Regions from separate parts of the Zea mays genome. Here all the other regions are linked to region 2. Evidence: chromatin contacts called from public Hi-C data. All regions are on one chromosome and are shown on one strand. Each heading gives the region's core, a stretch centred on a gene start, on an enhancer-like site or on the middle of the called end of the contact. The rest is flanking DNA. Distances are from core to core; before and after follow the strand shown. Region 1 holds the start of LOC100383405 (putative coatomer beta subunit family protein). Region 2 holds the start of LOC114574129. Region 3 holds the start of LOC100274113.

Evidence for each region. A called contact is a pair of places that touch in the nucleus more often than the background predicts.
Region 1: a Hi-C map of ear shows a contact between it and region 2, with 2.2 times the contacts expected there. The contact joins the promoter of LOC100383405 here to the promoter of LOC114574129 in region 2. A contact is called at or near these places in 3 of 25 Hi-C or Micro-C datasets (ear, endosperm and tassel).
Region 3: a contact with region 2 is called in a Hi-C map of ear, with 1.9 times the contacts expected there. The contact joins the promoter of LOC100274113 here to the promoter of LOC114574129 in region 2. A contact is called at or near these places in 2 of 25 Hi-C or Micro-C datasets (ear and endosperm).

Annotation. Positions count from the first base shown.
Region 1 is chr9:93,357,809-93,360,571 of Zm-B73-REFERENCE-NAM-5.0, reverse strand. LOC100383405 (putative coatomer beta subunit family protein) reads left to right here and starts at 1,323. Exons shown (of 25, transcript NM_001362077.1): 1 at 1,323-1,404; 2 at 1,681-1,701; 3 at 1,799-1,860; 4 at 1,967-2,021. The coding sequence starts at 1,402.
Region 2 is chr9:93,627,269-93,630,148 of Zm-B73-REFERENCE-NAM-5.0, reverse strand. LOC114574129 reads right to left here and starts at 1,396. Exons shown (of 6, transcript NM_001369616.1): 1 at 1,227-1,396; 2 at 1,074-1,101; 3 at 874-988. LOC100191515 reads right to left here and starts at 1,388. Exons shown (of 8, transcript NM_001136947.1): 1 at 1,227-1,388; 2 at 1,074-1,101; 3 at 874-988.
Region 3 is chr9:93,976,977-93,979,778 of Zm-B73-REFERENCE-NAM-5.0, reverse strand. LOC100274113 reads right to left here and starts at 1,312. Exons shown (of 2, transcript NM_001148492.1): 1 at 36-1,312. The coding sequence starts at 1,287.

The DNA of each region.
Region 1 (2,763 bases), core at 74-2,573, 270 kb after region 2:
ATACCTCCGCACGATAATGATGGACATCGCCTCAGTTGCCACCATCTCGTTCGTCATTCTATTTATTTTCTCTCTCCCCTCATGCGGTCATGCCTCCACCTCCGCGCCACCCCATTCTCGGCAGAGGGCGTAGGAGCATGCGTCTCCTCCCCGTATTCGTCCGACACCAGCCCCGGCACCGACTCGTGCAGTAGCTATTGCACGTCCACGAGGAAGTTTCACATCATGTGCGCACCATCGTTTTCGCCGTCGTCGGACGTCCAGTTCGTCTTCCCGGTCTTCGCCCTGTTCTTCCTCCCCAACCTGCTGCCCCCGCCACGGTCACAGCTACGAGCCGACCGACGCTCGTCGATGCGGGTATGGGGCGGTTCGGTCATGCTCCTAGCCTTTGTCTGTGCGTGCCGTCGAGGAGGACATGGTGGCGCATGCCACGCTTAGGTTATCTCAACGATGAGGAGTTCAGGTCTGAGATATTGGACAACCAAGGCCCGTATTGTGGCAGCAGTCGGCATATTCCTACGGAGTTGGTGGTGGTGTTGTGTCACCTCGGTGGGTCCAGGGCTGGGAAGACACTCACATTCTCTCGCCCTTCTCTGATTGACGCCTGGTGCGGGTGCCTCTCGGTTTGGAGCTGCTCCGGCTGGGCTTTTTCTCCGCTTTGCGTGCTCTCTCCCTATACATCTAGCGGTATACTACCTATGTCGCCTCCAGATGCCTAGGTCTTCGTCGTGTCTTTCTCCGGTAACGAACAGGTATGTCCGCCTCTTCCCTTCCCCTCCTGCTCTACAAAACCTTGGAAGTGAGGAAGACGAGGGATGTGTGTCTCTGATTTGCTGTCTATGGTACCCGTGCGTTCATAAAAAATATTATGCGAAGAGTGGAGACAATCAATAAAAAATCTTGAGACATTTTTAGTGGATAATTTATGTGGATATTGTTGTGAGCCGTCGCAACGCACGGGTAACCGACTAGTTTGTTGTAATTGTGGAGATGTAAACTATTTCTGTCTACAGATTTGGGAGCTTTCCATTACACGTCGGATCAGTAAAGTTATTTAAATTATTTTAGTTTTAGGGTCCAATGTAATTTCAGTAGCTTAGCAACGAGGTCATCCAAAGTCAAACACAGACCCACGATCAACTGCGAAGTCCTCGTCACGCTCTTACCCGAATCTCGAGACCCGTTTACTTCGCTAATAAACAAAAGCAACAGACCCGTTTACCCGCAAGTTCGTTCGTTACGGCACTGGTACTGTCTTCTCCTTCCCTCGCCCCTTCCCTCCACTCGCGATCTCGCGCCCTGCCCTCCCCTCGGCTCCCTCCGCCTCTCGGACAGAGGGTGAGAGGGTATTCTAACAGCCCCCATATACACCCCACCGGCGCCGGAACCTACGACGTCGCAATGGTAACTTCCTCTCGCCACCAGTATCTGCGCGCCTGCTGGTCGGTCTGTCCCGGCCTGCAGTCCGCTTCGCGAAAAACGCTAGATCCCGATGCGACCTTGTCACTTCATATCCCGCTGGACGCATTGATGCTTTCCGAGCCGAGATCCCCATTCAAATCCTTTTTTTGGTGCGTGGATCTGGGGTTCGGACATATTACATGCTATGCGTGTGCTGACTTGTGTTGTCTTCTGTGTGTTTGTTTTTATTGATCGTTGCTGGTGTGGATGATGACGCAGCCGCTCCAGTTAGAGATCAAGGTTATTTCGAGAATACCTGGCTCTTAATTTGGCAGTGTCTTTTGTTGTCACTGTTGACGTCGTTCTTCTAATGGTGACTTGTATTTTGCTTGATCAGAGGAAGCTCGCGCAGAGGTCGGAGAGGGTCAAGTCCGTGGACCTGCATCCCACGGAACCATGGTACATTTGCTGGTGCCTTTTGTGTTGGCTAATTGCTGCAATAATTTACTGTGCATAGCGTCCCGAGTGTTGGATTTCCAGAATAATGGGCTTCTGTTTGGTGCAGGATCATGTCAAGTCTTTATTCTGGCAGTGTCTGCATCTGGAACTACCAGACTCAGGTAGGAAGCCCGTATCTTTTTTTGAGTTAGTTAGATAACGCTCTAAACTTTTCACCAACTAGTTTACATGACATTTTTTGTTAGTTTCCATGAGCTCATATTTGTTACGGTTTTATCAAACACGCAGGAGGTGCATATCTTTATATTAAGGGAGTGTTTGAATGCACTAAAACTAATAGTTAGTGGCTAAAATTAGTTGAAACATCCAAACACTCTAGCTAATAGTTCAACTATTAGCTATTTTTGGTAAATTATTTAATAGTTATGTACCTATTTGTTAGCTAGCTAATTCCACCACCAATTTTTAGCCAACTAACTATTAGTTCTAGTGCATTCAAACACCTCCTAAGAGAGGGGAAAAAAGGGCAAGAGCCCATACAAAACAACATACAAACACATACAACACAACATGACCAAGAACACAGACAACACAAATTAAACACTGACCAACACGGCCCCTTGGAAAATCTGAGAAACTGCTCTTAGGGCAGCAATACCTTTAGCGCCAGCCAGCTCCCAGTTAAAACACTTCTCACAGTGCATATTTGTTATTTACAGCTTGTTTACGGAAAATACGATATATGACTTTTAAATGGCTGCAACCTAAGACCAATGTATTTTCAGCCCTTTCCCTTCACATGTGCAGAGTACATACATATATTATGGAAGTGAATAATTTTGTTGTGATGTGTCGATAATAACGAATTGCCATGTTATGGTTGGGAATTCTTAATACAAGCAT
Region 2 (2,880 bases), core at 147-2,646:
GGATCTTAATCATGCAAAACATGGAGATAATGCAAAACATGGAATTTCTGCAGTTTGTAATACTACCAACGATTGTTATTTTCCCTACAAGGCACACAATTCGGCCTTGCCCTACCTGTACCCATAACCAATTTAATTAGCTACCACTCGACCTAAACTATGAAAACAAGGACAACAAAGCAAGGACGTGACTAAGGCTTCGGCATGATACTTCCACCTAAACTATGAAAAAGAAGAAATTGTTGCTCATGGGTCATGGGTTAAAGGACAGTGTTGGCTTGCAGTCCCAGGAACGGTGTCAGCCATCAAAGAGATGTTCATGAAGACAACCAGCCACCAGCATATGCTCAACTACCACTTGCTTCACTTCACCTCCATGTTTTCACGTTGGCCAATACTAAGGTTGAGCATCTGTCACACATGGTATAAAAAAACCTACGGAAACTACAGTAGTTGTAGTTCAGTGATGGTAGAAAATGTCCAGACGGGCACCGACAGGCCCATATGCCTTCCTCCAAATCCAATACGGCCATGTCAATAGGAAAGTAATAAGGAACTCGAATTGTTGTTTCTATTTTATGCCAATGCGTTCGTCTTTATTCTACTACCCAGGACTCATCACTCACCGGCAACATTCTGACCAATAGATGAACTGGCATTGATTGATGCTAGCGATCAGTTGTGAAACTAATCTACACACCTCCCCAATCTTCTTTTTTTTGACGTAATGACCTCCCTAATCTAGATATTACGAGCTGTAAATTTCGGTGCTATTATTGAAAAAAGGACAATGCAGTGGTGGGATACTTCCTGTTCGGGTTGGCGGAGGACACAAAGGAGCAGGTCCAGATCTGAAGGTAGGTAGGTACTAACCTCACCGGAGCTTGATCTTCTTCTTGTGGGTGACAATGGCGGGAGGCTTCCTGTTCGGGTCGGCGGTCTGCGTGGCCTTGGCGTCATCCGGCACGAAGAGCACGGCGTCGATGCCCTGCACGGAGATCCTGTCGTCGGTGTAGATGTCCGGGTCCAAGAGGTAACGGATCTTGTGCGGCAGAAACCAGAATCAAACGTACCTAGTGCGGCAAGCGCAGGGTGTCGTAGCTGGATCAGAGAGGCAAACCAGAATCAAACGAAGATGCAGGTCGGCAGAAACCAATTAATGAAATTTTGCTAACCCCCGCGACCCCGGCTTAACCCCTGCACCCCTGGCTCAGAAACACGCGTACCTGGCTGCAGTAGAGTTCTACTGCTGCAAGAGCTGGAGTGGCGTTGGAGTTGTTCGGTGGAGCGGCGGAGGCGCTCGTGGCGTTGGAGTGGTGTTGGAGGCGCTCAGGGCGTTGGAGCGTTGGAGCGGCGGAGGCGCTCGTGGCGCATAGCAAAGACGAGACGAGGCGGCGGAGAATCGCCTGGCCTCCTAAGGCCAGGGTTGTTTCCGACAGGAAAATGGGACGAATCTCTGCACGAGATTGGGCTGCCAAATGACACACATGAATAATCCGAGGACAATCTTCTGGTGGGCTTTCTCCCAGGAGAAAAGGCCAGGAAACCGGCTGGATTTTTTGCTGCCAAACTAGTCCTTAAGGAAAATTACTTTATTTTCTCTTGGAAAAATATAAATCCAATATAAAAAATGAAGTTTCCAAACTAGTCTTTGCATGTTTTTTACATAGAAGGCAAGTAGAAACATCGGTGTACCAACATATTCTTTACATGCTAATTTTGATTTTGGTAGCCATACATTCTTATAAAAAAATGTTACACATAAATATATTACGTAGGGAAGCATCTTATCATGTTCATGTATGTGTGGAGCACCAAAATAGGCAGGGGAATGGTCCGTGCGCGCACAGAGCCAATTAGTGTTCCGAGTTTCTTGCTACGTTTGTTAGCTAAAACCGTGGGATTACCTGGGAGAACGACTTATAGCAGATCCAGACCTCCCCTTTATATAGATGAAGGGCTACGACCGATTGAACCCCCACAATCGATCAAGTCAAATCTATTTATCAGTTTATCATTTCGTTTTTCCAATTCCTAGGAGTAGGAGTAATTTAGCCTTAGGATTAGATCTGGTTTAGTCTTCCACAACAATCTCTACTCGACTCTACGCCGATTAGACGAGCATCGGGCGGCCTGTCGACCTGGAGCAACCCCTTGGAACTCTCCCCCTCGATGGGAACTCTCACAGGGCGAGTTCTAGGGTTCTTCGCGAAGAAGAAGACCCTCTGAGCTATCGCAGACCGTTCGGCCTCAAGCGCGGACCATCCGGAAGTGTGCAGAGGAGGAGCCGCTCCTGCACCAAGTCGCAGATCGTCCGCTCCTCCACAGAGAGCCCCGCTAGGCGGCCCGTTCCCGTGTTTGGCACCCGGATCAGTGCCAACACACTTTTTGGCGACTCCGCTGGGGACAAGGGTGTCTAGATCTACTAAAAATCGGCCCACAGATGGTCGGTTCCAAGGATCACACCAAGGTCTCCATCACCAACATCATCAAGCTGGCCATGGAGGCACTCCCCGCTGATGACCAAAGACCCTTTGAGGACCTCGTGAAGCGCGATGAGAAGGAGGTGAAGCGGCAATGGAACGAACAACGCGACAAGGAGGAGGCGAAACTGCTACATAAACTCACCGAACACCGCAAAGAGGCGGCAGAAAAGTACTTGTCACACTTCACGTTGGATCACCACCAGATGATCATCCATCTAGGGGAGATAGTTATGGAATCTCTCCTACCTCCGCTTCAGGATCCTGTTGTAAGTGCTCTAGATCTATCTCTTACGACTTTCATGGATCAACGAGGAGATCAATTAAAGGAATATGTAGATGAATCTATTAAAATGCATATACGTTCATATGAGAAATCAACTGCTCCTAGTTTTCC
Region 3 (2,802 bases), core at 63-2,562, 350 kb before region 2:
CTGATTAACAGTAACAGCAAAAAAAACTAGCTTACCTGGAGCAATGTATCCATAAGAACCGGCAATGCGTGACATGGCGTGATGGTAATTTGGGGAGTTCATCAGCTTGGCCAGCCCAAAATCAGCCAAGTAGGCCTCATACTTGGAATCGAGCAGTATGTTGTTGCACTTGACATCCCTGTGGAGTATCGCTGGAATGCAGTCGTGGTGCAGGTAGGCCAGGCCCTGCGCCGTCCCGACGGCGATCTTGTACCTCGTGTCCCAGTCCAGGCTCCTGTTCTCCTTCAGGAGCTCCAGCAGGTTGCCGTTGGGGATGTAGTTGTAAAGCAGGAGCTTGACAGACCTGTTAGAGCAGTAGCCGAGTAGCTTCACGATGTTCCGGTGTCTGATGTGCCCCAAAATCTGGATCTCAGCTGCAAAGGCGTCGATCGGCTCGTCCTTGCCGGCCTTCCAGAGCTTCTTCACTGCGATGATGTCCCCGTTCGGCATCTCAGCTCTGTACACCACCCCCGAGCAACCTTTGCCGATCACGTTCTCGTCCTTTAGGCATGCCAAGATGTGGTCGATGCAGAAGTTAAGCTTCTGGAACGGCGTAAACGTCCAGGGGTTGGAGAAATCATCACCACAAGCACCAGACAAGCTCATCGCCTTCTGGCTGGCCAGCTTCCTGCTCCTGTTGATCAGAATCCAAACCACAACAAGCAGCAGCGCCACCGACCCCAGAACGCCGCAGACGAGAATCACGGTCTTGACCGTCTTCAGGGCAGACCTGCGAACCGTGTCCGCCGCACAGGAGTGCCCGTCGTAGGACTCACAGAGGTTGGCATTACCAATATAGGAGTTGGACGACAATGTCTTGAAGAACGGCGTCACTGGGATGGCGCCAGAGAAGTTGTTGTACGAGATGTTGAGGGAAGTCAGGCTGGTGAGCTCACCAAGGACCGAGATGCTGCCGTAGAGGCCATTGCTCGCGAGGTTGAGGGACTGCAGCTGCGTCAAACCGGACATCTCGTCAGGCAGCTCGCCGACGAACTTGTTCAAGCTCAGGTCCAGGCTGATGCCCAGGCTCGACAGCGCGCCGATCTCCGGCGGTATGGGGCCGGAGAAGCTGTTGTTGCTCAGGTCCAGCATTGTCAGTTTCTGCAGGTTCCGAATCGACTTGGGCAATGGCCCGGACAGATTGTTGCCGCTGAGGATCAGCTTGTTGAGGTAGCTGAAGTTACCAAAGCTCGCCGGTATCTCGCCGGTGAGCTCGTTCATGCTCAGGTCGAGCTGCTCTAGGTTCATGAGCTCCCCAAACTGCGGCGGGATGCCACCGGTGAAGCTGTTGTTGTGCACGTCCAGCAACTCCAGCACCGTGATGTTGGCGAGCTCGCCTGGCAGCTTGCCGGTGAACCTGTTTGAGTACAGGTCCAGGAACACCAGGTTCTGCAGCTTGCCGATCTCTCTGGGTATCTGGCCCACGAGCTTGTTCTCGCCGAGCCGGAGGCGCACCAATGATAAGCAGTTGGCGACGCTCGGGGGCAGCGGACCGGAGAGCTCGTTGCCCAGGAGGAGCAGCTTGCTGAGCTTCTGCAGCCCGAACACCTCGTCGGGGATGCCGCCGGAGAAGCGGTTCTTTGACAGGTCCAGCGCGTACAGGTCGGTGCAGTTGCCCAGGGACGGCGGGATCGCGCCAGACAGCGCGTTGCCCCAGAGGAACAGCACCTGCAGCGCCTTCAGCTCTCCAAGCTGCGGCGGGATCGCGCCAGAGAAGCCGTTCTTGTCGAGCTGCAAGGCGGTGAGGCTGCTCAGGTTGCTGAGCTCCGGCGGTATGCGCCCCGTGAGCTGGTTGTCCGATAGGTGCAGCTGCTCGAGCGCGCCGAGCCGGCCGAGCGCCCCGGGCACCTCGCCGGTAAGCCGGTTGCCCGACAGGTCGAGCACCACCAATGCGGAGCAGTTGGATAGCTCCGGCGGGATCTTCCCGGAGAGGGCGTTGCCCCAGAGGAGCAGACTGGTGAGCTTCTGCAGCCTCCCGAGCTCCGGCGGTATCGGGCCGGTGAGCTTGTTCATGTGAAGGTAGAGGTTGCGCAGCTCGACGCAGCCGCCGAGCGCGGCGGGTATAGACCCGGACACGCTGGTGTCGTACAATGCCAGCGTCTGGAGGTTGACGAGGCTGCCGAACTCCTCGGGGATGGGACCGGAGAGCGCGGTGACCGCGGCGCCGAAGACGGTGAGGTTGGAGAGCGCGCCGAGCGAGGCCGGGATGGGGCCCGACAGCGCCGGGTTGCCGCCGACGCGGAACTGCTGGAGCGCGGCGAGCGCGCCCAGCGAGGCCGGTATGGTGCCGTTGAGGAGGTTGTCCTGGACGCAGAGCACCTGGAGCGCGGAGAGGTTGGCGAGCGAGCGCGGGATGCCGCCGGTGAGACGGTTGGAGTTGAGGAGCAGGAACTGGAGCCCCGAGAGCGCGCCGAGCCCGTCGGGGATGTCGCCGGTGAGCGCGTTGGAGGAGAGGTCGAGGACCCGCAGCGCGGAGAGCGACGCGTACGAGGGCGGGATGGCGCCGGAGACGTTGCAGGCGGAGAGGTTGAGCAGCTGCAGCGAGGAGAGCGTGGCGAGGGCCGGCGGCAGCGAGGACAGGTTGAGGAAGGTGTCGGGCAGCGAGAGGGACACCACCCGGCTCTGCGGCGAGCACGTGACCCCCTGCCACGAGCACGGCGTCGCGGCCCTGGGGTCCCACGACGGCAGCACGGGCGACGGCGCCGCGCCGGGCAGCAGCGACAGCAGCGCCTTGCCGTCCGGCGACAGCGCCGCGGCCGGCTG